4 separate regions of the Mus musculus genome follow, and all the other regions are linked to region 2. Evidence: chromatin contacts called from public Hi-C and HiChIP or PLAC-seq data. All regions are on one chromosome and are shown on one strand. The core of a region is the stretch at or near the end of the contact, and the rest is flanking DNA. Distances in the headings are between cores, read along the strand shown. Region 1 has its middle 53 kb from the start of 1700028E10Rik. Region 2 overlaps Stard13 (StAR-related lipid transfer (START) domain containing 13). Region 3 holds the start of 5430435K18Rik (a long non-coding RNA gene). Region 4 has its middle 22 kb from the start of 5430435K18Rik.

Evidence for each region. A called contact is a pair of places that touch in the nucleus more often than the background predicts. HiChIP or PLAC-seq counts read pairs in DNA pulled down with a chosen protein or histone mark.
Region 1: a contact with region 2 is called in an H3K27ac HiChIP or PLAC-seq map of embryonic fibroblasts, with 2.2 times the contacts expected there. The contact joins two enhancer-like sites. A contact is called at or near these places in 1 of 484 Hi-C or Micro-C datasets (muscle stem cells), 1 of 115 datasets of contacts at active chromatin or transcription factors (embryonic fibroblasts) and 1 of 9 other capture datasets (liver).
Region 3: a Hi-C map of embryonic fibroblasts shows a contact between it and region 2, with 2.0 times the contacts expected there. The contact joins the promoter of 5430435K18Rik here to the enhancer-like site in region 2. A contact is called at or near these places in 3 of 39 promoter capture datasets (embryonic stem cells and epiblast stem cells), 4 of 484 Hi-C or Micro-C datasets (the MC38 cell line, Th1 cells and embryonic fibroblasts), 1 of 115 datasets of contacts at active chromatin or transcription factors (intestinal villus epithelium) and 2 of 9 other capture datasets (adipose tissue and pancreatic islet).
Region 4: a FOXA1 HiChIP or PLAC-seq map of pancreatic cancer cells shows a contact between it and region 2. The contact joins two enhancer-like sites. A contact is called at or near these places in 5 of 484 Hi-C or Micro-C datasets (the HL-1 cell line, embryonic stem cells and nephron progenitors) and 1 of 115 datasets of contacts at active chromatin or transcription factors (pancreatic cancer cells).

What each region holds. Positions count from the first base shown.
Region 1 is chr5:151,314,602-151,317,301 of GRCm38.p6, forward strand. It overlaps a transcript of Stard13 not described here. Among named protein-coding and RNA genes, the nearest start is that of 1700028E10Rik, 53 kb to the right of the region's middle. Within about 2 kb of position 1,355, at least 85 of the 459 cell types and tissues checked have an H3K27ac peak or open chromatin away from gene starts, as enhancers often do. A contact at or near this core is called in embryonic fibroblasts and muscle stem cells, where this site is marked.
Region 2 is chr5:151,111,556-151,114,255 of GRCm38.p6, forward strand. All of the region lies in intron 1 of Stard13 (StAR-related lipid transfer (START) domain containing 13), which reads right to left. Among named protein-coding and RNA genes, the nearest start is that of Stard13, 77 kb to the right of the region's middle. Within about 2 kb of position 1,341, at least 56 of the 459 cell types and tissues checked have an H3K27ac peak or open chromatin away from gene starts, as enhancers often do. A contact at or near this core is called in the HL-1 cell line, the MC38 cell line, embryonic fibroblasts and 2 more, where this site is marked.
Region 3 is chr5:151,251,321-151,254,020 of GRCm38.p6, forward strand. 5430435K18Rik (a long non-coding RNA gene) reads left to right here and starts at 1,303. Exons shown (of 2, transcript XR_868755.2): 1 at 1,303-1,336. It also overlaps a transcript of Stard13 not described here.
Region 4 is chr5:151,273,031-151,275,730 of GRCm38.p6, forward strand. It overlaps a transcript of Stard13 not described here. Among named protein-coding and RNA genes, the nearest start is that of 5430435K18Rik, 22 kb to the left of the region's middle. Within about 2 kb of position 1,426, at least 17 of the 459 cell types and tissues checked have an H3K27ac peak or open chromatin away from gene starts, as enhancers often do. A contact at or near this core is called in the HL-1 cell line and pancreatic cancer cells, where this site is marked.

The DNA of each region.
Region 1 (2,700 bases), core at 105-2,604, 200 kb after region 2:
GCCTGTGTCCCTGTAAGTCATCTCAGGCATCTCACTCACTCACTAGGCTCAGGGGAAATAATTTCTTTGGTTTGCCTTTGGGGTCCTCTCTGGGCTAATTTGATGTTTGTCTCCACAGGAAACATTTATGCAATAGGGAAAGTCCAGACTCAGTTCTTCTATACTCAAGTATGTCTGTGTATGTGTGATACAGTATTCACAAGAAACCACTTGTGATGGTTTGTATATGCTTGGCCCAGGGAGTGGCACTGTTGGGAAGTGTGGCCTTGTTAGAGTAGGTGTGGCCTTGTGGGTGTGGGCTTTAATACTCTGGTCCTAGCTGCCTGGAAGTCAGTATTCTGCTAGCAGTCTTCAGATGAAGATATAGAACTCTCAGCTCTGCCTGCACTATGCTTGACTGGATGTTGCCATGTTCCTGCCTTGAGGATAATGGACTGAACCTCTGAACCTGTAAGCCAGCCCCTGTTGTAGGAAATATTTAAAAAGTTGCAATATTTTGTGTTACACCCAGCTACTAGACTAGCCTCTGTGAGGTAGTCTTCCCAGCTCCGTTTCGTCTGCCTTGGAGCTGCCCTCCTGTACCTTCTCGGCCATCCACCCTCTGTGGTCGGCAGTCTCAAATCCCAGTAACCCAGTAAATCAAAACTCTAGAAGCTTAATCAGTCATATTTATATAACAATAAATTCTCAATTCACAAGATGCCTACACAGTAATTTCAGAGCCAGTTGATAATGATAAAAGCTGCCCACCTACATTAGACAAGCTATCACAACTATTCTATCCTTTTATGATATTCATAACTATCTGTGGCTACTTAAAACCTCAAGGAATCTGGATTGTCTTCCTCTCCCTCCATCTTCCTTCCTCCCCCTTTCCTTCTCCTCTGTCTCTGTCTCTGAAACTCTTCACCCCACCTCCCTTTTCCCTGTCCAATCACAGGCTTCTTGTTGTATTAATATTTAAAGTGATTGGACAGGGAAAATTCTGCTATAAGCCCCAATTAAATGTTGTCATTTATAAGACTTGCCTTGGTCTTGGGGGTCTGTTCACGGCAGTAAAATCATAACTAAGACAACACTATTATATTGTTATATTGCAAGCCAACTGCCTGACTCTGGCTTGATTCGCCCCCAACCCCTGTGCATTTGCTATTCAGCATTGTGTATATTTGCTTAATTTATTTATGGTTTTCTCCCTCATCTAGTCTAAATTTCAGGAGAGCAGGAATTCTGTTCCTAGTGCTGTATCCTTGGTAACAGCACCCATGTTTAGCAAGCCTCTGATAGACACAGAGAATGCGTAAAGCAGTGCTCAGAGGGCAGGTTGTGTGACTATGACTCATGACATTCCAGAGTTTAAGGACTCCCCAGCTTTCTGCATTGGTTTTTACAGCTTACTTGTGACACGCAGCCTTGGGTCACTGACTGTGACCAGTGGGAAAATCCCTACAGGGATTGGCTAGTAAGATGCACAATGCAACTGAATGGAGGAGACTAAGCAAAAATCCCCTTCGGTTAAAGATGGAAGTCAATGCTTCTCCATCACACACACACACACACACACACACACACACCAAAATAAGAGCGACCAACTGGCCACTGAAGGCAGTTGTCAAATAGAGAGCTCTTGATGTACTCTAGCTGTCGCCACTCATATTGCCACACCAATAAATATCGCTAAACCATGTACACACAGCAGGAAATCTGAGAACTAACATTCCCATGAGTGACTCTCCTTTAAGTTCCCGCAGCAGAATCTTCCAGCGTCCACAGTGCTGCGTAACTGAGCATCGTTCAGCCTCATAGGCAGGGACTCTCAGGACATGACTAAGTGACTCTCCATTTTCTGACTTCCTTCAGCTTGGGGCCTCCCTGGGAGCCTCCCTTTCATGTGTAACCATGTCAGATATTTTTAGCACAGCCCTGCATAAATCAGACAAACTGTTTAAAGAGTAATGAAAAGATAAAAACATAATAAAATCTAACTATTCCCACATTCCAAAGACATTATAATTGAGTATGCTAATTTAGAAATACCACATATTCCATCACATTGTATTTTTTTTATCATAACCCTAACGTTTGGATATCTAGAAGGAATGCCTCTCTTGGGCGTTAGCCTTCTGACAGAAATAATGTATCCGATACACGAAACCCTCTGTGTATGGTGCTGTTGAGGAAACCCTCAAAGACATTCCAGGGAGCAGAATGACCTAGGCTATGAATATTGCCAGCTGGTGTATTACTTGCTTTCCTATTTTTGGGTAAAATATTTAAACATTTGTATTTCCTTGTTTCCATCTTTTAAACAGGACCTTTGGCAGGAAGGGGAGGAAGAAGTTCTAGACAACTTTAACTTTTAATTTTATTCTCATTTTCCTTTCATAATGGATAATTTACATTGGTTTTCATCTTGGGAAAATAATCTTCCTATATTAAATATAATGCGTTTTGATTTCAGATAAAGATACTTGTATTTGACAATATTATAAAAATTGTAATAGTGTAGTAGTAACTTAGTCCTTCATGATATAGTTATTATTGTTGCCACTATAACTTTAATTATTTAGATATTTTCATATAATAAATTATATGTATTTATATGTGCACATAATATGAATAAATATGTATATAGTAGTACACACATATAAATACTGTGGTAATATATATGAGTCTAATGTATAGTTATGTGTATATGTA
Region 2 (2,700 bases), core at 91-2,590:
CTTTTAAAGTCAGAACCTCTGCCGTCCTTCTGGAGTTGAACCCTCCTGGTTTCAGGATGCTGGCTGCTCTGCTCACCCTGGTTTGGCCTATGCTCGGTGCCCTGGGGTTTGGCAAGTGAGAAGTAGGCAAGTGACAAACCTGACTGAAACCAGCCTTTTAATGTTATTGTAAAAATGGCAGACCGCACCTGACCCTAGATTTTTTTTTTTTCTTTTTTGTTATTTTAGAATCTGGCTTCCCAGTGCTCCTTAGGATGAAAACAAGCTTCCTGTTGTGTAAGCTATACTGTGATATGTGAAGCTAAGGAATTCCTCTTTGGCTAAAGTTCTATCCTGGGCAGTGAGTCCCAGCTTGGGATTTTTTTTTTTTAATAACCAGAATGCGGTTTGCATAAAATGTATTACAAAGATGAACTATGAAAGCCAAAAGGCCAATGTTTTTAAGCATGCAGCTCTTGGCCACCGTGATGGACTAGCGGTGAAGGACGTGGGTCTGGGATGGTCCTGCTATGCTTGATATAACCATGCAGAAAGAAGTGTTTAATCAAAGCAAAAGCAGAAGCAAAACCTTCAGTTTCATTCCGATGCTCTGCATTACGCAAATTTCAAATAAAAAAAAAAAAAAGCTTTGGAAATTTGTAAACAATTTGCAAGGTATATTTGATCACATCATGAATTGCTCCTAAAGCAAAAATAGGTCAGAAATTATATCCACCTTTTCATCTTTTTAAGTGTTCGTTTCTTGGGAAAGCTTTGGTGATACAGCTGCTAAAGGTCACAAGAAGAGTGACTTTAAGATGATTTAAATCTACTTTTTAAAAATGATTTTATTGCTCGCAGTCTATAGTTTATAAGGTCAGAAGATGAAGGGGAACAAGACCTTCTAGAGTGCAGGGCTTTGATAAGGCAGGTTATTATTTCAGGGGTGAGTTGAGAGGGGTCTAATGAAGTGACTCCAAAGAGCAGCTTGCCAGCTGTGTGACTGTCTGCAAAACCTGACCCTTCCCAACATCGAGCCTTACCGGGAAGAGGAAGGCGCTCCGAAAGTCTTTGCAGAGGGCTGAGAATCTTGTGATTTGGGAAATGAAACTCTGATGTAGTACATATAATCAGAGACACCCATGCCACTGGGATAATGTCACAGACTCCAGAGAAGATAAGCCTTGTCCTTCTGTCATGGCTGCCTGAGGGTAGACAATGGCCACACCTACGCCAACTAGATGAAGGAAAACCCCCCGAGAGTGCCAGGGAATAGCATGGAATGCTGAGGTTTATCTGACTCTTGCATTGCTCGGAAAGCTTTGTTGATGAGCCTTGATCCCAGCGGTTGACATGACTTCATAGTGTGGTCTCTGACATAGCAGGCTAAGAATCTCCACAAAACCGCAGGCTCAGCTGCTGCCTCTTGGTCCCTAGGGCCAGCTCCGATGCATTCTTTCTCAATTTGGGGATGAAGTGTAACATTTCTAATTGCTCCCTGTTTTGTGATCCAGTTCTAACAGAAGCAAGCATAAAGGCATGATGCCGGAACGTGGGCCCTGAGTAAAGTCGTGTCTTTAAAGGTCATTCTGTTACTCTAAGACAGACCTTAGGGTGTCTAGGTAAGTAAATAGCCTTGGACAAATCAGCCATGCAAACAGGCCTAGGTGCTTGTGGCCTTGGCTGGCTTTCTCTGAAGTTGACTTGCAGGCATCTGTGACCCCCATTATCTGTTTATTCTGTTCCCACTGCACTTGACCAATGGCAGGCACACAGGGCTACACTGCACCTGAGTTGTCTCAGAAAAGGAAAAAGTTTTACAGCACGCAAAGGTACTTTATGGTTCGACCGGATATAAACACTTACAATAATTGTGGTAGTTACTAAACAGGGAATAGGCTATTTGGGAGCTAACAATATATCCTGACAACATAATGTTCTCTCTTCCTTTATTTGTTGAGATGTTGCCCTTTTCCAAAAAGGCATATTCTGGAATGTCCTCTTTAACATACTCCATTTGAGAAAGGTTTATAAGGCTCACAAAGTTTCTGTGATTATTCTTTTAAACAAAAATTTCTTCCTATAAACTGTTCAAATATTCTGCTAAAAGAAATCTATGTGGCTACTGTTGGTATTTCAGTTGTGGCATGATGCCCAACATATTATGTAGAATGCTCATTTAACCACCTCCATCAGGAGGAGGAAGAGACCAAGGATCAGGGAGGTTAAAAGAGGCGACCTAGGTCTTGCATTAGGATGTTGATACTTGAAACAAGTATTTTTTGTTTCCAGTCTTTGTCTATAACTATGAACTTTTCCAAATTCTTCTGAAGGAGCTAGACTGTACATAACAGATAAAAATACAGAAAAGTTTCTAATATAACTTCTATATGTATACACATACACACATATGCATTAATGCATTAACTGGTAATTAAATCACATAGAATAAGATGTGGAGAAAGGACATCTATAAGGAAGGGTTTACCAAACTCTGCTAAAAATAGAACTTCTTGTTGGCAAAAATGAGGAGAGAAAGTAGAATCACTAAGCAACATTTTCCAAAGGTCGTGGCAGGTTCCCAGAAGGCGCTACAGGAGACCACTGGGTTTCCTGTTGGACTGACATCCCTAAAAGATTTATAGAGGTGAGGGCAGGGAACATTTGATGACCATCAAAACAGAGTGCTCTGGCCACCTAGTCAAAGCCCCTCATGTGGCT
Region 3 (2,700 bases), core at 53-2,552, 140 kb after region 2:
TAACTGGAATTTGAATGGAGATAAAGTCTTTACGACTACAACATCTCAATTTTTAGCTTGGAAATAGAAAATATCAGTATGTACAAATTTAAATTGAAATTGGGACCTCCACCGTGAAAATATATTTGAAACCATACAAGTTCTGTCATGTTTCTCATTGCAAAGGAAGAAAACACTGAGTGATAGTGAGTTTGATGGGCTGACCTGACATTATGTAGCTTTCCAGGGGTAGCCAAGGGTAAGAACTCAGGGATCAGGGACCGCTCTACTGCAGCATCTGTTGTGCCATTGAAAGCTGTCTTCTTCCAAGTGCCTTTTTAATTTTACTATAAACTCATCAGATAAGTGACCCAAAACAAAGGTTAGTTTGCGATACAAAGGTTAGCGATTCTGCAGCAGCTTAGTTGGAGGTGAGTCGGGTGAGGCAGCGTGAAGCATTAGATAAGAACAAGAAGGAACACTTGACAGTTTAGTGTGTCTGAAAGGCCACAAAGAGTTCATTCCAAGTGGATCACTCATCAGAAGTCAGAGTCTGAGTCAAGAGGGACTCATGGCAAAAAAGCTAGATATGACTGTGGTTAATGTTCCCACATACACCCTTCAAGTACGCCTACGTATGTGCATGAATGAACCATTATTAATTCCCGTCTGTATTAACCCGATGGAAATTCTGTTGGTGAACTACAGTCATGAAGTAGTAATGTTTTGCACTAAAATTTCTATTTGACTCATTCTTTTGAACTGTTTTACAATTCAGAATAAAATTGACATCAGGAAGGCAATTTCAAGCGCCTTCCAAATGACTTTCTCTTGTCTGAATGTCTATTGTTAAAAAATATATATATATATATAGCATAAACAGACCCTTTGTTAGGACACTGCGGCAATGGCTCAACAGAGTTTTAATGTAATCCTTTCAAATGGCACCATCTAGGGTGATCAGAGTTTCCATTACGCTCTGTGTACAGAGGACACCGTGACAGCAGAGTACAACCCATATGACTCCGTGACCTGATGGTAACTTGTGGGAGAAAACCATAGAACTAAAAATAAGTCAGAGCGCTGAAGGGGGTAGAAACAAAAAGACTGCAAAGGCAAGCTTCTGGTGCTTTCCTGGACCATCCAATAGCCAGACGACACGATTCAGAAACTGCGAAAACCCACAAGCTCTTCCTTGTTAAAGCCTCACAGCTATGGGCTCACTGATGTCTCTAGCGGCAGAGACCAGCAGGTCCCAGCAGGACCCAGCAGGACCCAGCAGGACCCAGCAGGACCCAGCAGGACCCAGCAGGACCCAGCAGGACCCAGCAGGACCCAGCAGGACCCAGCGCTCAGGGTACATCATGCATCCTTATAAACACCCTTCCCGAGTCTTCCTTCAGACTCGCTTTCTTTCATCTTTTGACCATGGAACAGCTCCTAGCTAAATTCAGCAATGGAAATGTTCGTATGCTTGCCCCATAAGTAATTTTTTTCATCTCTTTCTTGCTGGAAAACAGGAATATCCAAAGGCTCTTTGTAGAAGAGTCGTGATTCAAAACCCAAGGACAATGGCAAGCGGTTGTCAGTACACATGTTTGCAGTTTCCTTTGTCTCCCCTGACAAAACTTGAGCGGGAGGGGGGGGGGCGGGGGGTGTGATCCGTTATATTTGGACTTCTTCAGTTCTGGACTTGATAGCTGACAACTTCAAAGCGAACTTATTTTATATTTTGTCAGACTTTGTCATCAGCTTAAGCACAGCGATGCATCATTATTTTTGAATTAGATTAAAAATATAAATATTGGGCTGGAGAGTTGGCTCAGTAATTAGGGCTGTGTACTGTTCTTTCAGAGAATCCAAGTTCAGTTCCCAGATGCCACATTGGGTGGTTCAAAACCACCTGCAACTCCAGCTCCAGGTAGATCTATGCCCTCTTCTGGTCTTGGTGGGCACTGTTGCATACACTCACACATCTCTCATATCCACATATACATAATTAAAATAAAATCATATAAAGGTGGAGAGAGTCCAAAGAGCATTGCAAATTTCTATGTTAGAAAATTCCTGTGTTAGCAGTTATAAAATAAACTGCTTATTCTATCAAAGGTTACCATTAGAACTATGCAGAACCCTACACAGTGCCAGGAAATGTCTGTAAAGTATGTCTGACACATGAAGAACCCCTTCAATTCAACAACAAAATCATCCCCCTAAACAAAAGATTTAATAAACATTCATGTAGAACAGTGGTTCTGAACCTTTCTAAATCTGCACCCCTTTAATACAGTTCCTCATGTTGTAGTGACCTCTAACCACAAAATTATTTTTATTGCTGCTTTATAACTGTAATTTTGCTACTGTCATAAATCATAATATAAATATTTGATATGTGACCGCTGTGAAAGAGCTGCTTTACCCCCAAGGGTCTCAGCCAGAAGGTCGAGAGATACAGATCTAGAGAGATGTAAATGGCCAACAAGTACACAAAAAGATGCTTATTGCTAAGATTAAGATTATTATCGCTACAAAAATTCAGGTAAAACCCATAATGGCCTCATGCACTCAACTACTATTATTAAAATCAGAAGATGGTAAGTGTTGGTGAGGGTGTGATAAAGCTGGAATTCTATGCATGCATAGTGAGAGTATAAAATGGTTTAGTCACTATGAAAGGCAGTAAAGACCTCCTCCCCAAAAGTAGATTCACAACACATATGA
Region 4 (2,700 bases), core at 176-2,675, 160 kb after region 2:
CACGGATGGGCTGGAGAGATGGCACAGCAGCTAAGAGCACAAACTGCTCTAGCAGAGGACCTTGGTCCCCAGGAGCCATGAAGGAATGCTCACAACTGCCTGTAACTCCAGATCCGGATGCTACATACCTGGACCCTATGGATACTTGCACATATATGTATATACATCCACATCCCCTTAGACATATACATATAGTTAAAATAAATCCTAAGGAGTTTAAAAATAAAAATGTAGGCAGATTTTTCTAAATAAGGATATGTAGTTTGTATGTGTGTATACATGTGTATGTCTGTGTCTGTGTATGCATGTGTAGACTTCAGAATGATTGTTTGGAAATTATGATATTTCAAATGAATAATTTTTAGGATAATTCTGGCAGAAACCAGGGGCTTAGGGAATGCTTGGCAAATAATTGTGTATGTGGTGCTGAAAACTTTCAGATCATGGATGTGCATGCTAATATTAAAAATACTTCAACACAATATACTTTATCTTTGATTAACTTGTAGATGCCATGGCACTTTTTCTGAAAAGAAAGGTAATAAGCTAGAAATAAATATTTTATGCTTCATCGTGCCACTAATGAGATAGAACACAGACATGAATTCTAGAATGTGTCCCAATGTGGCTTCGTCTCACAGCGCCACTGCTGTGTGAGGAGCCTAAGGTTACACTTCCTCAGTAATATACAGTTCATTGGATACCAAGCCGTAAAAGCCACACCTATTATTATTCATTTTACATCTTTATAAAGCTAAGACGCACCAAGCTTCTACTTGCTGTATGGATAAAAGAATCAATGTTGGACTCACTCAAAGTTCTTTTTGTTTGTTTGTTTAATGTAGTGTCTTTCTGTAAGTGCTATTAGTAGGACTGACCAGTGCAAGTTCCCCTCGAGTCCTCTCAAGGCATGCCCAAACCTCCATCTTTAAGAGTGAAATAACTGGTGCAAACAATGCTCAGCAGCTCTCAGAAGAGGCTGAAATAGAGGTAAGGATACAGCGCATCACAGGTACTGGGGAAGGCATCTCATTGCTGCACTTCCCAGAAGACAGATGAAGAAAGTGAGGAACCACAGAGCATGCTGTTGTAAGTAGCAAACTCAAAGAGGGCGAAAAACAGGACAAACAAGTCAACGAGGCATCAGGAAAAGAAAGGAAGGTTGCGGGATGTTTGTTTAGTGGTGTGACTCTTTCTCCAGGCTCAGTGTCCTTTAAAGTCTTTTTCTCTGAAAACAAGAGACCAAAAAAGGTGCTCTCCAACAAACAGAATGGATCAAAGTAAAGGTCTCCTTTGCTACGTATGGGGCAGAGTGAGGGACGGAGCAATGTTTTGGGACGGGAGTGTGTTTAGAATGCATGGGTGGTAACTTGGAATCAGCAGTGTTCCGAAGAGAGAATCTCAGATATGCCCCTTAACCTGCAGGCATGACTAAGAATGAGTCACAGTAGCTGAGGGCTGTGACAAGGGGCTGTCACCGGGCCATTTTCAAGCTGAGTTTGCAAACGTCCTCCAGGAAGTGCTGACAACAGACAACAACAACCAAGCAGACCCCTGTACACAATCTTTAAGAATGAGTATCCCTATGGGCATGTAGGAGAGGTGCTGCTTTGGGTGAGTTATGGTGTTTATTTCCTTCTGTGATTCTTATGGTGACCACTCATCTGTACAGGGAGGCATGTGGCCTGCCATGAGGAAGATGGGGCTGCGAGAGCTTGCTGGAGCAAGTTCAGCTTGCTTCCCACTCCCCTCTCCTCTGCCTGACTCCAATGTGTATACATACACACACACACACACACACACACACACACAGAGAGAGAGAGAGAGAGAGAGAGATGTACACACACACACACACACACACACACACACACCTTTCTGGATGAGCCAAGGAACTTTCATCGTATGAATACTGCACAGAATACTGGAGAAGTCTAAGGCCAAAGGACAGGATGCCAAGATCTCTGCTCTAAAAATCAAAGGGTCTGTACTGTCTCTCTTGAAAACTAGTAGATACTTCTGATTCCTATGTCAACACAAGTGTGGCTTCTCCATTACTCAAATATTCCAATCACAAACATGATACGGAACAGATCAGAAACAAGCTTGTTTTTCTCTTCAAATCTTGCATTGTCTGTGACTCAGAAAACATTAATATCGATATCAGATGCTGGGCACTGCCATACAAGGAATTATGCTTCCTCATGTCAGACTCACGGGGTGTATGGGGGGCTGCATGCATGCTACCTGCACACATGAGAAAGTCTGAGTAGGCCCACAGTCTTCAATTCTGTGGTGTGTGTGTGTGTGTGTGTGTGTGTGTGTGTGTGTATGCAAATATTACAAGTGCAAGTGGCTTCAGAGGGCAGAAGTCTCTACAAGATTCCCCTGGAGATGGAGTTACAAGCAGCTGTGAGCCACCTGATGTAGGTGCTGGGAATTGAACATGGGTCCTCTGTAAGAGTAGTAGACACAGTACACTGCATTGTTAATCTCTCTCTCCAGCCCAACCTAGAACAATGTTCTACTGAAAAAAAAATGTTCTAGATCCAAAAGTTATTTTCCTAGTTAAGAGGCACAAATCTTTTTATTTATTTATTTATTTATTTATTTATTTATTTATTTATTTATTTTAGAGAGAGAGTGTTTTCAAAACATAGGGCAGTACTTTCTTTAGAGCTCTGCTCAAATGTTTTCTTAGTC